2 separate regions of the Rattus norvegicus genome follow, and region 2 is linked to region 1. A link is a contact called in public Hi-C data. All regions are on one chromosome and are shown on one strand. Each heading gives the region's core, a stretch centred on a gene start, on an enhancer-like site or on the middle of the called end of the contact. The rest is flanking DNA. Distances are from core to core; before and after follow the strand shown. Region 1 overlaps Arhgap26 (Rho GTPase activating protein 26). Region 2 overlaps Nr3c1 (nuclear receptor subfamily 3, group C, member 1).

Region 1 (7,006 bases), core at 2,029-4,528:
GCTTGCTGCGCCATGGAGGAGGCAGGGGTCGAAAGCCAAATCAGGACCTAGGAAATGCCTGCAAAGGAGGAACCAACGGAAGGACTGACATGTTTCCAGTGTGATATGGGTAGATTAGATACACTACTATATAATAAATCATGTAGTAGCTGTTAATGTGGTAATTTATCAAGATGCAATGTGCGATTTATATTATTTAGACTACGAAAATATGGTGTGAAATATCCTGACTCTGTAATATATGGTGTTAATGGTTGGTTAGTTGTAACTGTCAGCTTGGCACATTCTAGAATCATCTGGAAGAAAGCATCGTTGAGGGGTTGTCTAGATTAGGTTGGCTTATGAACATGTCTGTGGGGGGCTGTCTTGATGATGTTAGTCGATGTGGGAAGGCACAGCCTAAGAGTGGATTTGGATCCTTGACTGTATGGAAAAGATGGGGCGAGCCGAGCATAAGTAGGTGCTCAGTGCTCTGGATTCGGCACTCTGGACGCAGTGTAATGAGTTGCCATAGCAACTGGAGCCATGACTTCCCCACAACTATGAGATGTAACCTGGAGCTATAAGCTGAAACAAATCCTGTCTCCCCTAAGTTGGTTTTGTTCAGGGCATTTTGTCACAGTAACAGGAAAAGAAATGAAGATAGGCCCCTGATTCACCAGAGCTGGCCTCCTAGTTAACAGGGAGGGAGCTACAGAGACAGAAGCAGGCACACCTGTAGAGAAATGCCCCACGAAGAGAGAACAGGGTGAGAATGGTATTCAAGGGAAGAAACACCAGGTTGCTAGCAACCCACCAGAGGGGGAGGGAGGCATGAAGTAGATTCAGTGGACTTCAGGAAGAATCCACGCCCCCCCGCCCCCCACTGCCTTCCTGCTGTCTGGTACTTCATATCACTGCTAGGGAGCTAGCATAGTATTGAGCAGGGAGGACCTGTCAGTGAGGCAGAAGGCCATCCCACCAAGGCCTTTTAAATGGCGGCCAGTACGCACCCCTGAACCCCACCTCCTGAAGCAGACCATTTGCATCAGCTGCCTTATCTTTTTTTGCTGCTTCCTTCCATCCAAGCCCCCTCCTTCCCATCCCCCCTCTTTCTTCATCACTAGCTTCAGTTCAGTAGCTTAAAAATCCCAGAATTACTTTTTTGGCAGTCTTTGTACAGACCTAGCTCTTGAAAGTTTTTATTTTATACTGGTTAATTGGCTGCATTTAACTTTTTTTTCTTGTGGGTCAACTCTTTTTTGTGTGTATGTGTGTGTGCAAGAATTCAGTGAGTAAACTTGTTGGGTTCAAAAGAGGCATCGTGGAAAAGCAGCCTTTCCTGGTAGTCATATGTGGCTCATTAATACTAACCAGCGTCTGTGTTCAGTCACTTGAATAATTAACTCCATCATGCACCATCGTATGTAAATTAGTGAGCAAATGTAGGGAAAATATTTACTTAAGCTGAAGAATCATGGGGGTAGTCACTTGCCAGCATCCCTTGGATTGGTTTGTTTTAAAGAAATTTCTCACAGATGTAAGTGACACATAGATTATTTTCTCCCTAATGTTTTCCATGAGCGGCCACCAAACCATATGGTAAGTAATAGAAATAGAAACTAAAGGGTTCTTTTGATTCACTGAACCAGAGTGGTGGGGTGGGGGGGTAATGTTTACACTCAGGGAAAGGAAACAGTTAGTATGTTTTAGCTTTTTTTGAAGACTAGCTGACTCCAACAGAAACTCTGTCTGCTAAACACTTCTTTCCAGCACTGCCAAACGCAGAGGTGCAGCAAAGACAGATCACTTGGTGGTGGTGGTGGTCGTAGTGGTGGTGAACGACACAGGGGGTTGGGAACTGGGGACCACAAGGACACCTATACCCTTAAATTCACTGTTTCCTCTCTCTCATCAGACTACAGGGTGCACCCAGGCCCCGATTAGGCTTTTCTGACAGGTGTCAGTCACTTTAGGAATCTATGGGTTTTTCTTCTGTAAAACCCTCACCTGATTCTTTGGGTCATTCTGAAGTTCTCCTGCAGATGCTGCATCAGCAGTTGTGAACTAGTTTTCCTGAACCTTTCTCAGCTCTCTCTCACACACATTCTGCCAATTCTGCGCCCTCCTTCCCCACAGTAGTAGCCACTTCCCTGTAGTAGCCAGGTAACACATTTTCTTTGTATTGGTTGGCTAGCTGTTCAGTTTGAAATGTTTTGGGTACTTCTGTTTAATTCTGTTTATCTCAGATGATTTGCTTTTAGAGGCAGAAAGACCATAATTTCTTGCAGCCTTTAGCATAGCACTATTGTATATGATTGCCCAATATTAATTTTTTATGGTGAGTACAGTTTTGAAATTGCATTATTTATTTTTTCCTCTGGGAGTTTAGTAATGAGACTAGAGAACATTAGTTAGCTGCTAATTAAATTAAAGCTCTAGCAAGTACACACATAATTTGCTTTTGTGTAGAGATATGGTAGTATAAGTGAAGCCAGAATAACAGAAGCTAGACATTTATGGAAGATCTGAATTAAAAAAAAAATTAGTACCTTCCAGTCAGCAAGCATCTTTCCAAGTTGTATTTTCAGAGAAGGATGCATATTGTAGGTTGAATAAGAGATAGAGGGAGCCCTAGGTTTGAAGGCAGGACTGACTCTCACTAGCCACAGGACTGGTACTAAGATGGTGCTGGTTGTGACTGCCGGGGTTGTTTTGAAGCTGGGATATAGCAGTGTCCCTCTCTGATGGTGTCCCACGTGTGTAAATGTTTTTGTATGCTCCGAACTATGGGACTTAATTTTTCTCCTGGTAAACCTTACCTTTGCTAAAAGTCCTTCCACACTGCCTTGCGGTAAGCTTGCTTCTTTTCCCATAGCCTTGTCGATTTATATGAGAGTGACTTGAGGCACTGGAAGGGTTCCTGTGAAGAAGGCCCACTAGGGGGAGATTCTGAAGGCAGTGCTGTGCTTCCTAACTTGATTCCCACAAAAGAGGAAGTTTTATGTCCACATTCAGTTTATGATCTCCCCAGGAAACCATTCTAATTTTAAATGAAGGTAGTTTACGGTCTGGCTTGGTATGAGTATGGTGAATAGGTCGTTTTGAGTGTCTTTGTGAAACTGTGTGACTCTTGAGATTGTTTTCCAACGAGGATCGATCCATCTTACGTAACAGGCTGTTTGAGTGTTCGGCCTCTAGGTGGCAGTTTTGCACGTGCATTGGTGGCTCGTGGGTCTATGAAGTGTACTCGTCCTTTAGACACTGGTAATTCGAAGACAGCTGCGTGTGTGGTTTCTGTAGAAGCGACAGTTTATATGGCTATTACTACTTAAGACAGAGAGTATTTTCAGTGAGTCATTCTTTCTCTTGAAGTTCCTTCCTCTCACCCTTTTCACAGATCGTTCATACCTACTTTCTGGCAACAACTAGCTGGCCCGCCCAGTTTGTCAGGCCTCTTTAAATATGGCAGTTTAGCTGGGTGAACCAAGATGCTAGATTCTTTGCTTCGGGATGATGCATGTGAGGACAGCAGACTCGTCCTTCTGTCCAGCCTGTGCAGAGAACCAGGCCTCTCTGTCCCATTACAGTCTTTATCTCACAGAGCCACAGAGCGGATGAACTGTTTTTCCTGGTTTCAGTCTTCCCGCCCCTCCCCTTCTCGCTGCCTGTTTGAAATGCTACTTGACTTTGCCTTCCTGCCGGTTGGGTTGGAGTGCTGGTCTCTATGCCATTGACCTTTCAGGCAGGAAATGGGTTTTCCTTCCTCAGAGGGTGTTATGCTGCTCTGACAGCATGGCCAGGGGTGGAGTGGCCAGTGGGGGATGGGCATCATTCTTTCTGAATTGCTTCCTGGCTCTTAGGGATAGATAGCAAGCTGTCTGTTCGTTTTGCCTTCTAATTAAGTGAGAGCGTTGGCTATCTGAACCTGTTTTAAGTAGGAGTGGGTTTTGCTGGCTAGAGGAGTGGATGGGAGGGCGACCTAGGCAACGGCCGTCCGTCCTCTAATCAGTGCAGTGAAATGTGTTGGTGAGTGCACACATTTATCTGCCAGCTTCTCAATGTAGGGCTTAAAAAACAACTCAACACCAAAAATGTGTTATTACATAATTCTCAAGAGGGAGAGCAACGAAGCAGTAAATTCCACCTGCTCTGTTCATCATGAGACCAAAGAACCTTAGTGGCACAGAGGGTGGTGGATGAGGCAACGTAAGGAGGGCTTTGCTCAGCTCGCCTTCAGTAGTGGTAACGAGGGTTCCTGTTACTTTGCGTTGCGCCCGTCCCATTAGTCAGCAAAGCTTTTTCCTGGTGTACTGTGGTAACCTGTGCCTGTTGCTGTAGCAGTTATGTTCACGGGCCATGAAGTTTAACAAGCTAGAAATTCATCTGGTCTTCTAGGACTTTAAAATCTTTCAAAATAACTCTGTGTGAAGCTGTCTGATGGGGCTGGCAGTGATTATTCTCTGGACTGTCCCTATTGCCAGGGTCCTCCTCGGTCTCCAATCTTTCCTCTCAGGAGGTGAGTGCTGTAGGCTTTTGCTGATTATGATCCATTCATTCATTAGAATCAGACTCTTACTAACTTATTGATTCAAAGCTGCTGAGGAAAACATCTTAGGGAGTACGTGGAAGGTTACTCCCTTCCTTCCTCTCTCCAAGTTGATAGTCTTGGACTCTAGGGCACATACGCTTGTCACAGATAAGGCCACTGTAGCATTATGGCATAAGCATAGGTCTGGTTTTAGTTTCTGACCCACCTGGATATAACATCAGAGTTAGCCCTTAATAGCAACGTGGCATCTTTCACTTTTAGAAAGAGTCCCAAAGGCCTGGAGATGTGGCTGAGAGGTAGAGGTACCTAGCATGTCTGAGCCCCAAGTTCAATCGCCAGCAACACAAATAGAAAAAAAGTAAATAAGCAATGAAATCGGATAAAGGAGGCCCAGCAAGTGGCATTTAATTCATATGTTTATTGTGAGAAAGAAGTGATAGTTGACAAAATCCTTAGCACAGTGTTTGGCATGTAATAAGGATCTCTGGTTTCTCTCACCTGGGATCCACCAGGTTAACATTCCGGGTGACAGCTGCCTCTGTGACCTGCACTTACTCTGTTCTTTCTTTTTCATACGCCTTGAACCACAAGAAGAAATGCAGAAGAGATGAAAGGCCACAGGTTTTAGAGAAAGAAGCCCAGCTCTGTTTTCCTTAGGGAAGTAAAGGGCCTCTCACCTAGCTCCCTTCACTTGACTGCTTACCTGCTTTCTATAAACACATGTGGGTCAGATGCCATTCTCCAAGGTTCTACATGGCTTTGGTCACATCTGTACAGACTTTCATTGTATAGGAAGTATCAAGAAGCAGTTTCCCCAGCACTGTTTCCTTTTCTTGGCATCTGGCCAGCCCCTTTCACCCAGGCATAGAAAGCCCACTCTCTAAGCCTTCACTTTCCCAACTTCCAAGAGCACAGTGGGACACATTTCACACACAGGTTACAGTAAGTTCTGTGGGTCCCATAGCCCTTCCTTTACTGTCAACCTGACCCTAAGTGGTGTGGATAGGATAGGATAGTTGGCTCTTGCCAACTGGAGATTTAGTATTACGAATGAGTAAGCCCTAGATCTTTGGAAGTTGATTTAGAGAGAGCAGTGCTGGGAGGTTCTGGATGTGTTTGTTTCAGTGGGGTGGAGTCAGTTCTAGCATTTCCTTGTCCAATAGGAAGTGGGTAAATTGCCAAACCACTGAGATCACTCTTGTTGACTCTGATTCATGAATAAGATTAGAACTAGAAAGCTGTCGAGGAACCCCAGAATCAGCTATGGATGTGCATTTGATTGTTCTTAGCTGATGGGAGGGCTGTGATGGACTTTGGTGGTCCTAACATTCTGGAGACAATGCTTTCTTGGTTAGTTAGGGCTCTTTTTGATTTTGTTTGTTTTTCGATTTTTTTTTTTTTTTTTTTTTTTGGTCAGGTTGACATTGGCTGGTGTTATCTGGGGAGAGTAACCTCAGTTGAGAAATTGCCTCCATCAGATTGACCTGTAAGCAAGTCCATAGGACATTTTCCAGATTAATGATTGATGTGGGAGAGCCCGGCTCACTGTGTGTGGTGCCTCCCCTGGTTGTAGGTGGTGTAAAAAAGCAGGCTGAACAAGGCAGGAGGAACAAGCCACTAAGCATCTTTCCTTCAGTCTCTGCTTCTGTTCCTGTTACCATGTTTCTGCCCTGAGTTCCTCTCCTGAGCTCTCCTGATGATGGAGTGTGACCCATAAGAGAAATAAACCCTTTCCTCTTCATGATCCGCACCTCACTGATAGCAACCTAACCAGACAACTACAAATGCTACGTTGCTTCTCTGTGGGCTCTTTTTGGAAGCCAGCACTGGAACAGACGTGGGGATGGGTAGCAGCTTGCCTGGAGATAAGTGAGGATTCTCTTCTCTTTATTATTATTACTAACATGTTTGAGACACACACACACACACACACACACACACACACACACACACACACACTTCGCATACTGACTGCTCTCACCTCCCACCTCCCTCCCACTCCTGTCCCTTTCCTTCCCTCCCCACAAGTTTCCCTCTCGCTGTTCATTTCTAGTCATGTTGGAGAACTATTTTCTGCATCATTCTTATGGCAAGAGTGTAGCAGTGTTGAGAAAATTGCAGGTCCTTGTTCCTGCTTCACAGGCTGCTCCGGCTCCAGCGCTAACAATGTGTTCATGGTGAAGAAATGCTGGCTTTTGAGGAGAATTTTAGGGTTGGACTTCAGAAAGGATTTTTAAATTATTTGTACCTCTCATCTGGTCACTGGAGGGAACCTCTCCAAAGAGGTTCTAGTGTTTGCTGGAGGCGTCCTTTCTCTGCCCCTCTCAGTTATCAGGCACTAGTTTTAGGTTGGAATAGCATTCTACTTTGAAGCTGTTACTGGGGAGGGTAAATGAAATGGCTATGATGTCATGGCTGGTCTTTGCTGTAGGGTGTGATTTTCGGTCTGAAGGTGTTGGTTGTTAGCTGGACCAC
Region 2 (7,021 bases), core at 607-3,106, 300 kb after region 1:
TTGAAGAACATACCATAAACTCTAGGTCTCTCGGCAAAACATTCTGAGAGTGTTAAAGGGGAAAAGGCAGAAAAGTGTTTTCATCTCCCACATGCTGCACTGTCTTCTTTAATCCGAGTATTAAATGATGAAAACAACTGAAGGATCTATTTGACTGGGGCTGGATAAGTCCACTTTTAACACTTGACAGTGGCTGCCATTTATTATAGGGTAGAGTTAGAAGTTAGGAATAGAAGTTTCCTACACAAGACTGACTGTCTACACAGTACACCAATAATTACCAGTCTGTGTTACTTGTATTAAATGAGATGGCAAGACACTGAGTAATGTCAGACATTTCTCAAGAATAAATCATATTCAAAGAAATGAGAAATAATTGTAATGATCAGTTCACCAGGTGGAACATATGTAGACCTGATTTCTAAGAAGAGACTATTTTTTTCTTTATTGCTTAGGGCAATCTAAGACTTTGATAAAAAAAATTAGTTTTTTTCTGATATATTACATCATGATGTTGTTTAAATATGTGTTTGGAGTACAAAGTTAGCTGTATTAGTTTAATCTTTCGTGAGGATAAGTTACGACGTTGACTAATAGTTTAGTTATATATTAGCTATATAGTTATATAATGGCTTTATTTCAGGGTTACTTTCCCATGCCTAATATGTCTGCTAGCTCTTTCAAATCCTTTCTGTGATTTGTAAGCCTCCTATTTTCTTAAACACAAAATAGAGGAACTAGCTCAATAAAACCCTATTATATGAGGTCAGGGAGATGGCTCAGCAGTTAGGAGCACTTGCTGTTCTTGCAGAGGACCTGGGTTCAGTTCCTAGCACCCACAGGGCGGCAGGTAGCTAGTGTCTACAACTCCAATTCAAGGGAATTAGATGCCTTCTGGCCTCTGCAGGTACCAGGCACACACATGGTATTCACATTTATACATTTAAACATTTATACATATAAAATAAGACTAAATAAATTTTTAAAATCCCATCGTGCAGCAAAAGAAGTAACAACAGATTGTATCCACAGTAAAGCACTGAAGTTTTACCCCCTCAGAAAACCCTACATCTACTGTCTTACAGAGTTTCCCTATCTCAGTGTTGCTGGAAAAATTACTTCTAGAGTAGAAAACTTCAGTGTTCTATTTATTTCTAACTAAAAAGATTGGACTAAGTGTGCTATGCTGATATTGATTTCTTTATCCAGTGTGTACTATAACTGAGAATCCTAGTATAGGCTCAGGTTATTATAACAGAATGATCCACTAGTCAGTTCCTTCCTTAGAACAAGACGGGATTGGATCTGTGTTATCTCACAGAGAATGACCACGTGCTACTATTACAAAAGTAACTCTTCAACCGTCCTTTAAAGACAGACTTCTGCAATCCCTTTGCTTTCTGCCACCTGATAAATTTCCTTTCCAACTTCTCAATGGCAAGGAAAGAGCCTTCAGATAACCTGAAGCCTCTTTAACACTGTTTATTGGTACTTTTGGCTAAATCTACTTTTAGCACTTGACAGTGGCTTGCCATTTATGATAGGGTAGTAGCTAGCCTACACGATACCCCAGTGATATCTGTCTCCTAATACAGTGTAGTATAATCCCTTCCAAAATCACACCAACACTGGCTTCTATGACCAATAAAATATTGCATAGAACAAAGTGGGAAACACAACACAGGGTATGCAGAAGACGCAGACTACAATCTGTACTGAAAGTGTCTGAGGATTAACTATAAACTAATTCTATCAGCTTAACCTTCTAGAGTTGTTCTTAGTAGCAGTGGTACAGTGGCATGCCAAGAAACTGATCTTGGAAACATTAACTTTTTGGAGTTTGTTCTCTTATCAACTGTTGGGAATTTTGCCAAGCTTAGAAGTAATTATGCAGATGATACTGTGTTCAACACACCAGCACTACTCAGTGTATGGTAGCTAATAGTTAAACCTCTTATGAGTCCTTTTATTTCAGCATCTACCTGCATTACAATCTCGCAGGCATCAAGGGCTTATCAGATGCGTCTTTGAGGGTCTTGTTGAGAATACGACCTTACTTGGAGGCCACTTTGCTGGAATCCCAGTTTTGCCACTTCAGCTTTCTGAACCTGTTTGCTAGTCTGGCAGACACAAATCCTAACAGGATCTAAGTGTTCACAGGTCCCTAATTGATTTTTTTATGTATGTACTTCACATATGGCAAACAAAGTCAATACTTGTGAGCAAAATGAATGCAAGACAAAAAGATTGGCAGGGCATAAGGACCTGGAGAACTCCCAGGATCTTGGATTAAAAAATAGATTTGTCTTATATTACAAACATGTAAAACTTAATTATGATTTATGTTTGGGTATTTATATTGACAATATAAGGCTTAAGTATACTATCTAGTATGTGTTAAAAAGCTCATGTTAAATAAATAACATACCTATCCTTTAAAAATGAAATGCTACAAACCATGCTATAGATTTTGCAGTCTAGATAGAATTTTTCTTTGAATTACAGTACCAAGGGTTTGCAGAATTTTAGAGCTGGAAAATGCCTTTGAGAATGCTGAAACTCAAATAAAAGAGGAAACAGCCAAGTGACTTACTCACTAACATCTTACACATTTAAAGGTTTTCTTACTAATGTGATCTAGCCACCATGCTTTTCTGAAATAATTACATGATAAACATTTAACTCTAGTGTAGCTAATACTTACTTTTACATAAAAATAAGGGAAAGAGTTCACAGTGGGCTGTGAATGGTGTTATACTGAAAGATAAATATAGCTTTAATTTTTGGTTTAATTCTGTTGTGATGCTTTTGGGTGGGGTATAAAGAATATCTCTAATGTTAGCCCGTTGCTCTGGAGTGTGAACTCACCAATACATGACCACCCTGTATCATCCTTACAGTGCAGTCGCCTTCTTTGCAATGCCATACTTCCAGATTCCATATGATGATCTCTGTACTTGTGATTATTAAGTTGGCCTTTACTTTAGTAGATTGGACCTCAGTTATTGTGGTACTTAACATGACCTATTATTTATCTAACAGGAGAAAAGTAAAGAAAGACGCTGTTCCTCCCTTATTGTTCCTTCCCATGGTCACCGATTTTGTCAGACTGGTATAGCTGGTAGCTTTGAAACTAACTTGCTTATGGGGAATGAAAACCCACCATTCCCAGCCTGCCCAGACTTAGCATACTGCCAGTCTACACGGCACATTTCTTTTTTCTTTCTCAGACTGAACTTATCAACTTATTCTACTTCTTCTCCTTACTCCTGTCTCTTCCCAGTGGAGTACTTAAGGGCCACTATGCTTGTCCCTGAATTGATGGCTATCATTAGTGGACTCTGTATACAATGAACAGTTAAAAATTTACTATGAAAAATAGAAACAAAAATAAAACTCTTCAAAACACACACTACCTTCCACTGCTCTTTTAAAGAATACTTTGCAGCTTCCACATGTCAGCACCCCGTAATGACATCCTGAAGCTTCATCGGAGCACACCAGGCAGAGCTTGGGAGGTGGTCCCGTGGCTGCTGACGAGCTGGATGGAGGAGAGCTTACATCTGGTCTCATTCCAGGGCTGTAGGAGAAGGATAAATGGTGTTACGGTTGTCATGATTATGAAAGGAATGTTAGAATGTATTTCTTTTCCCTTCTCATTTCAAGCTGCATGTTCACACTGAATTCTGTCTTTTAAGTGCTAACAAGCACCAAAATACCCTATCTCCATATACTGAAACATACTATTTTTCTATATGAAATATGAAATGCATTAAACTGGTGAAATGGTACAGTGGTTAAGATCATTTGCCCAGTAGACATGAGGACCTGAGTTCAAGTCCTTACCACCTTCTTAAAAAGCAGGCCATAACTGTGCATGCCATAATCCCAGCATTGGGGGAGAGAGCCAGGTGGATATGATGGGCTCACAGCCAGCCAGCCTAACTAAAACAGTAAGGTTCCCATCCAATGCCTGTCTCAAGGCAAAGGTGGAGAGTGATAGAAGATACCCTGTGCACTGCTCTGGTCTCTACACACCTGCATACTCCCATGCATATGAAATATAGATGCACGGCAGTAAATAAAGTATGACGTGCCAGAGCCAATTAGTTCTCTGACTTCTAAACAGAATGATGTTGTGGTTTACTTAGAAAATAATGCATGCTAAGTGTGTAATTGGCAAGATTAAAATGATGGATTAGACCCATAATTATCATAAAGCCCAAGAAAGGATATCTCTACCATATCCCCAAATTCCTTCTAACCCTTTAATTGCTTAGACCATCAATCTTCTTTTCCTTTTAATTTTAATTCTGGCATTAATCTCATTATTATTCTATCCATGCTCTCTACTACAGAAAAAAATTACATACCAGCTTAGAGTTTGATCCTACCTGAAATGGTAGTTTCTTATGACTTAGAAATGATTGTTCCAGAAACATTACCATGTATGTTGGAAAAAAAAAACTCTAGTTTTCTATTTTGAGAACAACTACCTCTCCACCCCCTTCTCAATCAAAATACCCTGAGGCAAACAATGAAAACTATGAGTCTGTTGCTCCGACCAGAGCTCACTTTCCATTCTGCAAACTTCTTACCATCACAGGAATGAGCAAGGTAGTGTTATTAGTTTACATTTCTTATTGAAAGCCTTTACATCGTCAGAGAATTTGAAAGAATAAATAAATGGCTATTTATCTTTTACCTGAAGCAATGAAGGTAGATGACAAATTAACTATTACATTTTGTATTAAGTGATAATGATTTTCAATGGTGAATTGTCCTAAGGAGCTCTTGTCACACATCCTCACTCCGGAAAAGAAGCATATATATTGCTAAAAATAATCTCTAGCCTTTTGCTTCAGGTTACACTGCCTATTCCTTGTCTTGTTCTGTCCTCTCATCAGACTTTAAAAACTGCAGACAGTACAGACTCTTCAGGTGTGGAACTCCTCATGTTAAATTGTCTTGCTTATCATTATACAAGAAACTTCACACACATCAACACTGTCTTCCTACGAACTGTGCTCACTTCAGTCCCTGAGAAATGGTACTCAGGAGTAGGCTAGATGGGATGTAGCCTGTCTCTTCATCCTTTAGGCACGCTTTTATTTCAGCCTAGCACAGAACTAAATCTCAAATGCACAAAAAGGGTTAATATATTCACTACTAAAACACTTTCTTTCTTTAGTTAAATATAACAAAAACTGTTTTTCAATTGCTTCTTTAGCATTAAAAACACTAACTGTAGCTGGGAGTTGTTATGTATCCCTTGAATCCTAACATTTAGGAGGGTGAAGCAGAAAGGTTGCTACAAAATTGAGCCCAGTCTAGTCTGCCAGTTCTGGGAAACCCTGTGAGACCCTGTCTCAAGAAAGACAGAAACAAACAAAAATGTGTTATAATGCTATTAAGTAAGTCATTAAACCCAAGGTTCGCCCTAAATTTAATCCTCAAATGAATCTTCCTGCATGTTGCCAACTGTCTGTTTATCCAGTGGCTTAGTCAATAGGGCAGCACTCCCACTGTCTAGTTCTGGGAATAGGTCTAGGGTTTCACATTGTTCTCTGAGCACTGTCAATAGACTTTCTGCTTGTTTCCATATCACAAGATATCGATTCCTTGCTAGGTTTGGGCCAGTGGGCTGAGTGCAAAATGAGAGCCTTTAATAGAAGAGAATCTCCGGACATGACTGCTGAGGCTGGGCCCAGCCTCTGGTTAATGCAGGCTCGAAAGACAAAGCTTACTGCTTTGGGTCAGAGTTCTACATTGAAGTAGGATGGTCCTGGGGTGAGCACAGAAAGTAGCAATGTTCTAGGGGAGCAAAACCTCCTGAGCTTCTGTTCTGTCGACGCTCCTATTCCCAGTCAGCCAATCTCTTCTCATCTGACATCTATTTTTAGGGACCAGCAAGTTGCTTGTATATTTAGTTTATGGGAAATGAACACATTGTTTAAAGATTCTATAATGTTTCCTTTACCTGTTTTAAATATAATACTTGCGTATATAAGATATATGTATATATTTGAATTTTAAACAGTATTTCTGGTAGGCACATCATGGTTTCAGAACACTTCCATGAAGCAAATTTCATTTATCCTCTAAACAACCTTGTGATAAGATGTCACCATCCCTAGATGAGGTCATGTAAACAGTGGCACGTGGCTGGCCAGGGAGAATTTGTTTCAGGTCTGGCCAGTCCCACCTGACAGGCTGTATAGCTTTTGGGAACTGTCTACTATGTTGAGCTTTAGACCGTCGTCAGTGAGCTGAGAAGTATCACCTAGGATATGTTTAGAAGTCTAGTACATGGTCTTTACCTGCAGCAAGGAATTGAACCATACACGTTCATTATTTTAAGGAAAATAAAACTTAAGTCTAAAAACTAGGACAGTAGTTGCCCCAAATTATCACATAGAAATTAGGATATATAAAAAATATGGTCAGGCCACTGAAGTGTGATCTGTGTAGATGCAAACAGAGTTAAGACTAAATGAGAGAAGAATCAGGCTTCAGGGAGCCATCTAGACTCCCTGAATAAGAACTCAGTATGTGGGAGGCTGCGTGCGAGGTTGTGTGCCAGAGACATCAATGTGGGGAAAACTGGGTTTTGTTACACAAAAGGGAACTGGCTGGGCTCTACTGACCATTTTTATAAGAAATTGATGAATACAGCTGCAAGTGTCATTTGCTATGGTATTTCTAAGGAGGGTTAGGGTCAAACAAAATGACTAGTTTTCCAAGGAAAATAACAGACATCTTTCATGAAAAGCTATGGAAGAAATTAGTTGTAGTAACTGCATATTTCACCTTTATTTCTTATGACCACTACCAAGTGCTAACCATGCAAGTATTCATGTCTCTTTCTATTTTGTCACATGTTAAAGGTACATGGGCTGATATTTACAGAACAGTTTTTTGGCTTCTCAAGGATGCTCAGTGAACTTGACACCCTTTAACTATGAGGTGACAGTGAATACAAAGACTGCTCTATGTTAAGTTCATCAGTGCAAGTATCATC

Evidence for each region. Hi-C and Micro-C count contacts between places; a contact is called where the count stands out from the background.
Region 2: a Hi-C map of liver shows a contact between it and region 1, with 9 times the contacts expected there. The contact joins two enhancer-like sites. A contact is called at or near these places in 3 of 12 Hi-C or Micro-C datasets (kidney and liver).

Annotation. Positions count from the first base shown.
Region 1 is chr18:31,235,088-31,242,093 of GRCr8, forward strand. The region is part of intron 10 of Arhgap26 (Rho GTPase activating protein 26); the gene reads left to right. Among named protein-coding and RNA genes, the nearest start is that of Arhgap26, 150 kb to the left of the region's middle. Within about 2 kb of position 3,279, at least 51 of the 93 cell types and tissues checked have an H3K27ac peak or open chromatin away from gene starts, as enhancers often do. A contact at or near this core is called in liver, where this site is marked.
Region 2 is chr18:31,540,480-31,547,500 of GRCr8, forward strand. Nr3c1 (nuclear receptor subfamily 3, group C, member 1) reads right to left here. Exons shown (of 9, transcript NM_012576.3): 3 at 3,417-3,580. Among named protein-coding and RNA genes, the nearest start is that of Nr3c1, 69 kb to the right of the region's middle. Within about 2 kb of position 1,857, at least 3 of the 93 cell types and tissues checked have an H3K27ac peak or open chromatin away from gene starts, as enhancers often do. A contact at or near this core is called in liver, where this site is marked.